2 separate regions of the Sus scrofa genome follow, and region 1 is linked to region 2. A link is a contact called in public HiChIP or PLAC-seq data. All regions are on one chromosome and are shown on one strand. Each heading gives the region's core, a stretch centred on a gene start, on an enhancer-like site or on the middle of the called end of the contact. The rest is flanking DNA. Distances are from core to core; before and after follow the strand shown.

The links. HiChIP or PLAC-seq counts read pairs in DNA pulled down with a chosen protein or histone mark.
Region 1: a contact with region 2 is called in an H3K27ac HiChIP or PLAC-seq map of alveolar macrophages. The contact joins two enhancer-like sites. A contact is called at or near these places in 1 of 47 Hi-C or Micro-C datasets (adipocytes) and 2 of 2 datasets of contacts at active chromatin or transcription factors (alveolar macrophages and skeletal muscle).

Annotation. Positions count from the first base shown.
Region 1 is chr13:115,646,894-115,651,916 of Sscrofa11.1, reverse strand. The region is part of intron 1 of LOC106505748 (a long non-coding RNA gene); the gene reads right to left. Among named protein-coding and RNA genes, the nearest start is that of TBL1XR1, 160 kb to the right of the region's middle. Within about 2 kb of position 3,461, at least 1 of the 83 cell types and tissues checked has an H3K27ac peak or open chromatin away from gene starts, as enhancers often do. A contact at or near this core is called in alveolar macrophages, where this site is marked.
Region 2 is chr13:115,726,423-115,731,288 of Sscrofa11.1, reverse strand. All of the region lies in intron 1 of LOC106505748 (a long non-coding RNA gene), which reads right to left. It overlaps LOC110256521 (a long non-coding RNA gene), which reads right to left. Exons shown (of 2, transcript XR_002338117.1): 2 at 3,628-4,866. Among named protein-coding and RNA genes, the nearest start is that of TBL1XR1, 240 kb to the right of the region's middle. Within about 2 kb of position 2,283, at least 31 of the 83 cell types and tissues checked have an H3K27ac peak or open chromatin away from gene starts, as enhancers often do. A contact at or near this core is called in alveolar macrophages, where this site is marked.

The DNA.
Region 1 (5,023 bases), core at 2,212-4,711, 81 kb after region 2:
TATCTCTTCCTATTTAGGGACTGAGTTTTTCTGGGATAAGGTTTAACAGAATAAACACATTCAGATCTGCCTGTCATGTCCATGAGGCACTTGGGCATTTCCCTGGGATCTCATCAACCTGAAATCTGAAGCTCTAAGAACATTTCAGATCCTGTGTGTGCCCTTTTCTTTAACATGCCTGAAAGCTTAGTGGATGCTGAGCGTTACTGACTGTGAAACGCAAGGACACAGAGATATTTACTCTCCAACTAAATACTAACAGGTGGCATGTACCCAGAGTTTGGAAAGACAGCATTTGTATAATACACTATTTATGTTGTTGAAAAAAAATGAAAAGAAGTAAATAAACCAAAACATTGTAAGATATCCATCATCCTTTTTTATGGGACTTGGTGTAACTGTGGGACAAGAACAGCTTCAAGAGTCAGACTAGTTTCTTTCCTGTTCCACTACTTACTAGCTTAGTGATGTTGGGCTTGCTACTTAATATCTATGAGCCCAGTTTTACAGAAGGGGCCAATGAAATAATACCAACCTAGTAGAATTGCAATAAGATAAAATTAGACAGTGTAGGTAAGGTATGAGGCAGCAAGTGCTCAGTTAATCATACCTCTTAAAATTGTGAGTGACTCTGAAGAAGAGTAAATTTCTGCTTCACTGCAGTGATTCATGCACCAAGCGAGTTTTATTGAACTGCTACACTACCACTAGGAGCAAAGCTAATGTAACTACTGGGGAATTAGTGTGTGTGTTGGGGAGAAGGGTGGGGGGAAACCAGTCTTTACGGCATGGAATTCACAATCCAGCAGGAAAGGACAGGAATTAACAAACATGTCAGTGGGATAATTCACATAACAGGTGTACTATAGACAAAAATTTACAGCAGGGGTTGATTAATGTCTAACTGATGTATTCAGACAGGACTTCAAGGAGGAAATAAAGTATGAGCTGCTTCTTAAAGCATGAATAGGAGTTCCCAGACACACAGGTGGGAAGAGAAAGGTCATCCAAATTACTTGATCATGAATAACTAATGGAAGCCCCTACTTTAGCAAAATGCCACACACATGGTAGATCCTCAGTAAGTATTTAATGAGCTTACCATCTAGTCCAGGTAAAGATCCACATAAAGGAAGTTCCCATGTGGTGCAGCAGGTTAAAGATCCAGCGTTGCAGTGCAGGTTCAATCCTTGGCCTGGGAATTTTCATGTGCCTTGGGTACAGTAAAAAAAAAAAAATCCATATAAAGGTATATATAGCAGACACTAATCTCACAAATCTCAGCTCAACCACTGGTATGCAAAAAAAAATCTTTTTCCCCTAAGGCCCATCTTTGTTTCTCCATCAAGTGCCATACTTTTTTATTTTATTTTATTTTATACTGATTTTTGTTGTTGTTGTTGTTGTTGTTGTTGTTGCTATTTCTTGGGCCGCTCCCGCGGCATATGGAGGTTCCCAGGCTAGGGGTTGAATCGGAGCTGTAGCCACCGGCCTACGCCAGAGCCACAGCAACGCTGGATCTGAGCCGCGTCTGCAACCTACACCACAGCTCACTGCAACGCCGGATCGTTAACCCACTGAGCAAGGGCAGGGACCGAACCCACAACCTCATGGTTCCTAGTCGGATTCGTTAACCACTGCGCCACGACGGGAACTCCTATACTGATTTTTATTTTTTCCATTACAGCTGGTTTACAGTGTTCTGTCAATTTTCTACTGTACAGCAAGGTGACCCAGTAACACATATGTGTATACATTCTTTTTTCTCACATTATCGTGCTCCATCATAAGTGACTAGATAGAGTTCACATGGCTATACAGCAGGATCTCATTGCTTATCAATTCCATTCCAAAGGCAATAGTTTGCATCTATTAACCCCAAATTCCAAATCTATCCCACTCCCTCCCCCTCTTTTTGATGCAGGAAATGTGATCTAGTCATTTCTGGCTCATCACTTCCAGTTAATTCAGTCTTTTTTTTTTTTTTTTTTTTCCATAGCCATTTCAGGAGATGATTTTGCATATTCAGGATTCTTTCCCACTCTTTTCCAGGAATCATGTTCCTACTCTATAAACTGGGGCTGGTTATACCTACATTGGTGAAGATTTAGAGGCAATGTGTGGACCTTTTTTGTTTTATTTTGTTTTTTGTTTTGGGGCTTTTTTTTTTTTTTTTTTTAGGGCTGCAGATGGGGCATATGGAAGTTCCCAAGGTTGGGGGTCAATTCAGAGATGCAGCTTCCAGCCATCACCACAGCCACAGCAATGCAGGATCTGAGCTACGCAATCTACACAACAGGCCACCGCCAGTTAAGCTGGATCCCTAACCCAGGGAGCGAGGCCAGGGGTCAAACCCGCATCCTCATGGATACAGGTCAGGTTCGTTACACTGAGCCATTATTTCCCCATAGATAATGTCTGTAAATCTCAAATTACTAGGCGCAAACTATGTGCCCCATAGGTGAGGGCAACAGCTTGTTACCCACCCTCAACCTGATCTAGATCAAGGACATTCTTGTCACCCTCTAGTCCAATTAAAAAGAACATTACCTTTTTATTCAAAGAAAGTAAGAGGTAAGGGGTTACAGAATAGCATAGAGAATGTACAGGCTTCCTCCCGCTCCTAATCATTGGCTGCCCAAACCGTGTAATGCCTCACATTTCCTTAGCCAAGCAGAGCCCTATTTCCTGTGCTGTTTGGAAGACCGTTCAAGCCACAGCTGACTTAGGTAAGTCTCTTTGTTAAAGGACCACACAGTGGAACATAAACGAGTTTAGTACTCCTCTGGATGATTATGAACTGTGTGTTAAAAAAATTTCAAGCACAAGAATTTTATCTAATCAAGTTGAACCATTTAAGTTTTTAAGAAACACCTTACAGAAGGCATTTGAGATTTCATAATGAGTTACTTTCTGGACTCAAGAAGTCCAATGTCAGCAGAAATAACTCAGTTCAAGATCACTGGCTAGTATTTTGGCCAAACCTCCAAGATGATAATATTAGATTAACCTTAAAATACGGCAGAGCAGTATCACTCATAGATAACCCCAGACTGTATTCACAGTTAAGCAAACTATTTGCTTATATAATGAGGTGAGGTTAAATAGAGTAAGATTCATATAACTACTTTCAAGCTTCACAGTCTTCAAGCAACCTAATGGCAAGATACTTTTTGTGTGACTCAGTAGTGCAAGGCTTAAACAGAGTTAATTAGGTAATAATGAGGATGATTACTGAGAAAGACTGGAAAAAAGAAAAGGAACACAGCCGACAAGTCCAGAAAACCCTCCAATATTCATGTATTATTCAGTCACATTATGGTAAAGAGATGACTGTGGGGACTTACCAAAATAATGTTAGAATTTTAGGATTTTTTCCAAGTTGCATAGAACTAGGACCCAACAGACCCCAAGCATGAGAAATCTCAGGTTACATAAATCTTTTGTGGTTTCACTGAGGTTATGTTGAAATCAAATTAAGTTGTAGGATGAGATCTTCCTTTATTTGCATGATACATCCTGCCTGGCTCTTCTTTGCCAGGATTATTTTTTTCCTAAGACTCGAAATGAAAAACAAAGGAAAATATGAAACCAGAACCTAACAGTAGATATGCCCACTGAATACCTGGTCCTTCTAGCCACTTAAACCCAACACCATCACAGTAAGATCATTTAATATCTGACACAGTGGTTTTAACCCTTCTCTCCTTCCCATCTGTTTAATGGAGAACAAACACTAAGTGCTCCCAAACCCAAACTTTCTCAAGATGTCTAGTAATTCGAGGGCTTAGAAAAACATACAATAGCTTTCACAACATCCCATGTTTTTTTAAAGAATGAATAATAAGAAAAAACTAGTTCTCTTTTTTTTTCTCTTTCTCCCAGACTTATGAAGAGGAAGAATTTTAAAAGAGAAAGGTTTAAAAAGCAAGGTTCGATCTATGACCTATTTACATACAACACTCCTCATCATGAGGGTAAAAGTACCCACCCTTGGTTGTTCCTGCCTGTTACAGCTGTTACCGGATTACCTGGTAAAGGTATTTCTGGATTAAAATATCCATTTTGGATGTGGAATCTGGATTAGAATTATGTCACTTGCAAACACATACGCACACTCCAACATAACCACTTCTGAGGTAACAACATGAGAAAAAAGCAAAAGAGCTAAAATCTCCCCTCAAGAAAAATTCTTTGAACAATGCAATTACTTGCAAGCTTCTCTGAATGAGTAGTAACCAGATATCCCTGTAATTAAAATATGATTCTGGGAAAGTCACTGCTACCACACATACCTGTGATTCAGTATTCCAAGTATTGAATTCTTTATCATATTGAAATATTAATACTATCACATTATAGATCTCCATACCTGCCTCCTACTGATTTAAGAGTCATTTGCTATGATAATGCAGACCCAAGGCGACCTGAAAACAAAAAGAAATGCCAATTGATGTCAAACTGAAGCCAATTCTTGGGTGTCAAACTTTGAAACAGACTCAGAATCTGATCTCCAAACATTTTACTGTTTTGAAGAAACTGCAAGGAAAAAAATGAATGTTTTTCAGAAAAACATCATTTAGCATTCTCATAAATATGCGTATCTTTTAAATATCAAGAGTATGAATTTTGGCTATACACTGTAATATGTTCAAACTCAAACTATCATTTATGGGACATAAAGATAAATTACTTCAGATATTTCTACATTATGCTCCAAAAATTAACCTAGATGCATGGAAGTTGGAAAGAAAATTTATTTCCTTATTGAAATAAGATTTTAAAATTAGCAGTTAGTCCCCCAAGACTAGCTTTCAGAAGTCAATTTATCTTATAATGTTGCTAAACTATTAGATATTTGAAAAGTGTTAGTTAATGCTGCAATATTTGTCACTGCAATAGTATGGCAGCTATTGCAATATTATCCAATTTCATGACATAACCGAGCTAAAAAGTTTCATTGTAAATAGGACAAGACTGACTAAAATAATAATCATTTTTATTTCTAGAAAGCATATGTGGG
Region 2 (4,866 bases), core at 1,034-3,533:
TGCATCTGTATGTAGTAAGAGTTAAATTTGTAACACATTAACAGTGTACTGCACTCCTAAACAATTGATTCAGTATTCCATAAGGAGAATTAGGTATTCAATTTTATTTATTTTTCTTTTTTTTTTTTAGGGCCACACCCATGGCATATGGAGATTCCCAGGCTGGGGATCTAATCAGAACTACAGCTGCTGCCCTACACCACAGCCATAGCAACGCCAGATCTGACCCAAGTCTGCAACCTATACCACAGCTCATGGCAAAGCCAGATCCTTAACCCACTGAGCAAGGCCAGGGATTGAACCCGCAACCTCATGGCTCCTAGTCAGATTCGTTTCCACTGCACCATGACAGGAACTCCAGTTACTCAATTTTAAAAGCAAATTTAAGACATACAGTTAAAAATCACCTGAAAGAGATCAAAAATTTCTATCACAAACTTAATTTCCTTTCTAGATCATCTAAACATAGACTAAATAAATTATCCGGGTCATGCAATGAATCTGTCTAATACGTACGACCAGAATTAAGAGCTCTCCATATCTCAGGAAGCAAGTAAATCATCAAGTCAATATTGAGTATGAGTGGGAACTCTTCAAATTTTCTCCTGGCACAAGAAGTTGTCATTGTTTAGCCAACCTACTACACAGAGATCAGTGCTATACCATGCAGTCTGGCATTCAACAAACACTAATTCATGATTATGAGGCATACAACACAGTCTACTAAGATCCTGTATATTTTCAGTGATAAGTCACTATCATAGGCAGTGGCTGAATGATTAAGTTGGGGCATGGAGAAATATACCACGGAGGCCTACACAAATGCATTGATTTCATCTGAAATTAAAAACAATGATAGCCACAGCCATAAATATTTGTACAGGGTTTCATAGCTCAGGAAGATTTGCACACTTTAAGCCAAAGATTCTTACACTTCTACTCTGAAAGGCACAAAGGACTGAAAGAATTCCTCTTATTTCCATTCGATAAAGAAACATTGAAGTTATAAAGATTTAAATGATTCTTCCGAAGTCACAGATCTGAGATTCAAATCCAGACATCTTCCAGTGGCAAGTGCTACTCTGTTTCCTCCCCAGCAGCAGAAAGAAAGTCAAAATATTTATGAAATATCCAATTTCCCACTTTCACTGGGAAATGATCTAGGAAGAACTGTGGAAGGCAGAGAGGATCTAGAAAGTATATTTATGGAAACAGCAGAAGCGTTATGCATCATTGTGGGATTTTTCTTTCCCTATGCCCTGGGAGTCCCTGAAACACTGCTCCAGTAACAGTGACTGTCTAGGTCCAGATGTAGAATAAATTCTTATTGAAGTGTCATACAAATAGACAATCTAGAATTACTGAGAGTAAGTTACATTAGAAATCTGAAAAACACATAGCAAAAGTGTATTTTGGCAAGTGCCTTGAAGAATGGTAAATTCAATTCAACATATAGTGATTTAGTCTGCCTCCCATAAGCCAGGAAATAGTATTCCAAACTTGTGTTGTCCAGTGTGGTAGCCAATATTCACACACGGCTATTAAGGCAAAATTAAAGACACCAAAAATCCAGTTCCCAGTCACACTAGCCACATTTCAAGGCACTCAATAGCCATAGGAGGTTAGTAGCTAATTATAGAACAATTCCATGATCACAAAAAATTCTACTGAACAATGTTACTAGACTCTGAAGAAGAAATAACCAAGTCTCCCAAAGTAGCTCACATTCTCATAGAGAAAACACTCCACATGTACTCTAAAAATGCAGGAGTGTAACACTGGTCAGGCTCTCTAACAATGTCTTATAGGAGGTAACACAAAACTTCTGAAAGCATTCCAAATAGGTACAAGCTAATTAGAGGCTTTTCTCATCCCTTAAAGATGTCATGACATGTATCAAAATGTGATGCCTTCCATTTTCCTCATCGTACCAAGATTCTGCAGGGACCACACACCAGAATTAACATAAAATACTAGATAGTCTCTACAGCAGAAGTGTATTTCCTGTGCGTGGCCATCCTAAAGAACATGCCAGTCACCACAGTAGCCACAGCATAGGCTGCCCCTTATCCGTGAGAAAGGTCTGCCAGATTCACAGACTTCAATTGTTGACCCAGTCACTGGCTGGGTGTGCCTGAGAGCAGGAGGGTTGGAAGTAGAGGAGCAAGTGGTAACATGACTCAAGAAACCAGTGATCTGGGTGGTTACGTGTCATAGCAGTGAGCTCTCAGGACCCACCCTTCCTAGGTCAGCACCCTGGTCTTGAGCAGGGTTGTCTGGCTTCAGCTAGATGTCAGCAGAGCAGTCTGGCACATGACTCAGAGAGTTCTCCAGCCAATCTCACTGCTCCATACAGCCCCATCCTGTTTGTCCATTAGAGGTAAGCTTCTCTCTACCTCCGAAGCATCTCTGGTGTACTGGTCAGAAACGATCCCAATATTCAGCAGGGATCAGTGTGAGAAGGATGGAAACTTGAAAATCATCTTTCCCACACTCTGAATCTCAGAGAGGCACAAATAGAAGTGAAAGTCTTAAGGTCACTAGAACCAGGGTATCAGTGTCTGCACTTGTGAAATAAATGTTTCCACACAGAGATGTCATGGGGCCTCAGATGTCATGGTATTTCACCAGCATGACAGTCACCAACACTGCACTGTGCTCCTGTGCTGTCCCAGAAGCCAGTTCCCCACACCACCCTGCTGTGAGCAGTACCAGTGTTTAACTGTTCTCCGATGGGCAGGCTTATTTCTTTCTGCACTGTTCCTGTTTTAATCAAGGAACAACTCCCAATCAAAGACTTAGTCATTCTTCATGGGAAACACAACAGAAGCCCTTAGTAGGTATAGACCCCAACAAGAAAAATTCAGTTTGGGAAAAAAGATCAAGGCCTGTTGCCCCAAAACACTATAACTGGTAAAATCTCTACTATCATAAAACCTGATTCATCCAGGTCACACTGTCATTATAATTTCATTCTTGGAGGGTTTTAAATACTTCCAAATTTCAGTCACACAAGCTTCAGATGTGAATGGTCAACCCATAATCAGCTACTAATGCCTTAATAAGGATTAGGGTACAGCTCCCCAGATTAAGAATGGGACACCAGATGAACCCTATAAATTTAGCTCCCTATGAGTGGAAAGAGCCTCACAGAGGGAAATGTAGGATCAAATACAAAAACTTAACATACACTGAGATTGTGTATAGGGCAGGCTTCATATCTAATTGATAAAAAAAAATGAAGTTTTTTAATAGGTCACTGGCTCTTTAAATCCCAGTCTTGAAAAATCAGCCAGTGAACTAGTTTATGAGTCTGTGGGTACAGCACAGTGAAACATTTAATCAGGGAACAGAAAATCTCTGGAACAAATAAGCCACATGAATGCCTAGAAGTGGAAATGTTAACTAGTGATGTAAGTTCAGAGTACAGCTGTGTCCAAATGAGTCGGGCTTCTGGCCCAACAAGCAAAGTCTGTGAAAAGATATAGAAGAATTATATTGTTTTTCCTGAACTCAAAACAGTGGACTTTTGCCATGTTAATTCAGAGTTTCTGGGATGAGATAACAAGAAATTAAGAAAGCAGAATGGAATGGTTTTAAAACAAATACTTCCTCAGTTATTGTGTTGAGGAGACAGGGTTGTATTTTTTTTTTTTTTTTTCTTTTGGCAGAGGAATGAGTAGACATCTTTCAGGAGATATGCCTCAGATTTATTTCAATGACCTTATAGTCTGGGTATGATGGCACCAAAAATACACTCCGTTTATTAGTTAAGGTCTAACAAATCACATTTTGTGTTTTAGGACAATTCATAAGCCCTCATGGTTCATTCGGGCCACAAGACATTGCTGAACAGACCACAATGTCAGTGCCTGCCTTGGCTTCTCTGTACTCATGGTGGAAGAATGGTTCCAAGAACCTTGCAGAGTGTGACTTTGTGCTAAACCAATCATAATTATCCAATGACATGAGATAGACCTCAAAGTATCAGTCATTATATAGGCTTTGGGTGGAAAATAAATTAGTTTCAACAGGTTCTGATCAAAACTGTTCTTGAAAATAATAACTATCGCATACTCAGGCTTATGTTTGTCAGGCACAAAGAGTTTCAAATACATTTTCTCTATTTTCTAGAGATAGGCACTATTATTTTTCCCACTTTATATTTAAGGTTTAGCATTTTTTTAAACTTGCCCACAGTTAGTTTGGTATGGCAGAGCCAGGGCCTCCAGGAGAGGCACTGGAATGCCTCTGCTGGCAACAACATCAAGCTACACTAAAGCAGTTTTCAGCTGAATGGAGCAAAAAAAAAAATTTACCAAGACAAATAACCAGCAAACAGTATAAAACTGTATGTAATAAAAAGGTGAATAGTGAAAAAGATATTCTCAAGTCTTAGAGAATTTCAGCAAAAGAGAATCCAGATGGGAAAGTGAAGACAATGCTGGCCTTTGGAGTGGCTGTGACAGCACAGATACACAAGCAAAGGTGAGAATAACAGGAGGAAGAGATTAGAAGGCATGGGAGTTAATCAAGAGGCCAGACTGAGCAAATAGCACAGGAGAGAAATAGTTGTCCACTTTTAAGCTATTCTCGATGTTTAAGCTCACAAGGAACCTGAGGGGCATACAGATCAACCCATGAAACACACAATGGCAGACCTGATAGGTAACTGGGCACGAATCTCCGTTACCCAATCAACAGTACTTCCCATGAGCTACCATGCAGAAAGGCTGCTCCATAATCCTAATTCAACCTAACATTGATGGAGCACCTACCATGGGCAGATGACAGTGCTAAATACTGGGAAAATAAGGGTGAACAGAGGTCCAGTTCACAGGGAACTCATGTTATTACCACATAAGT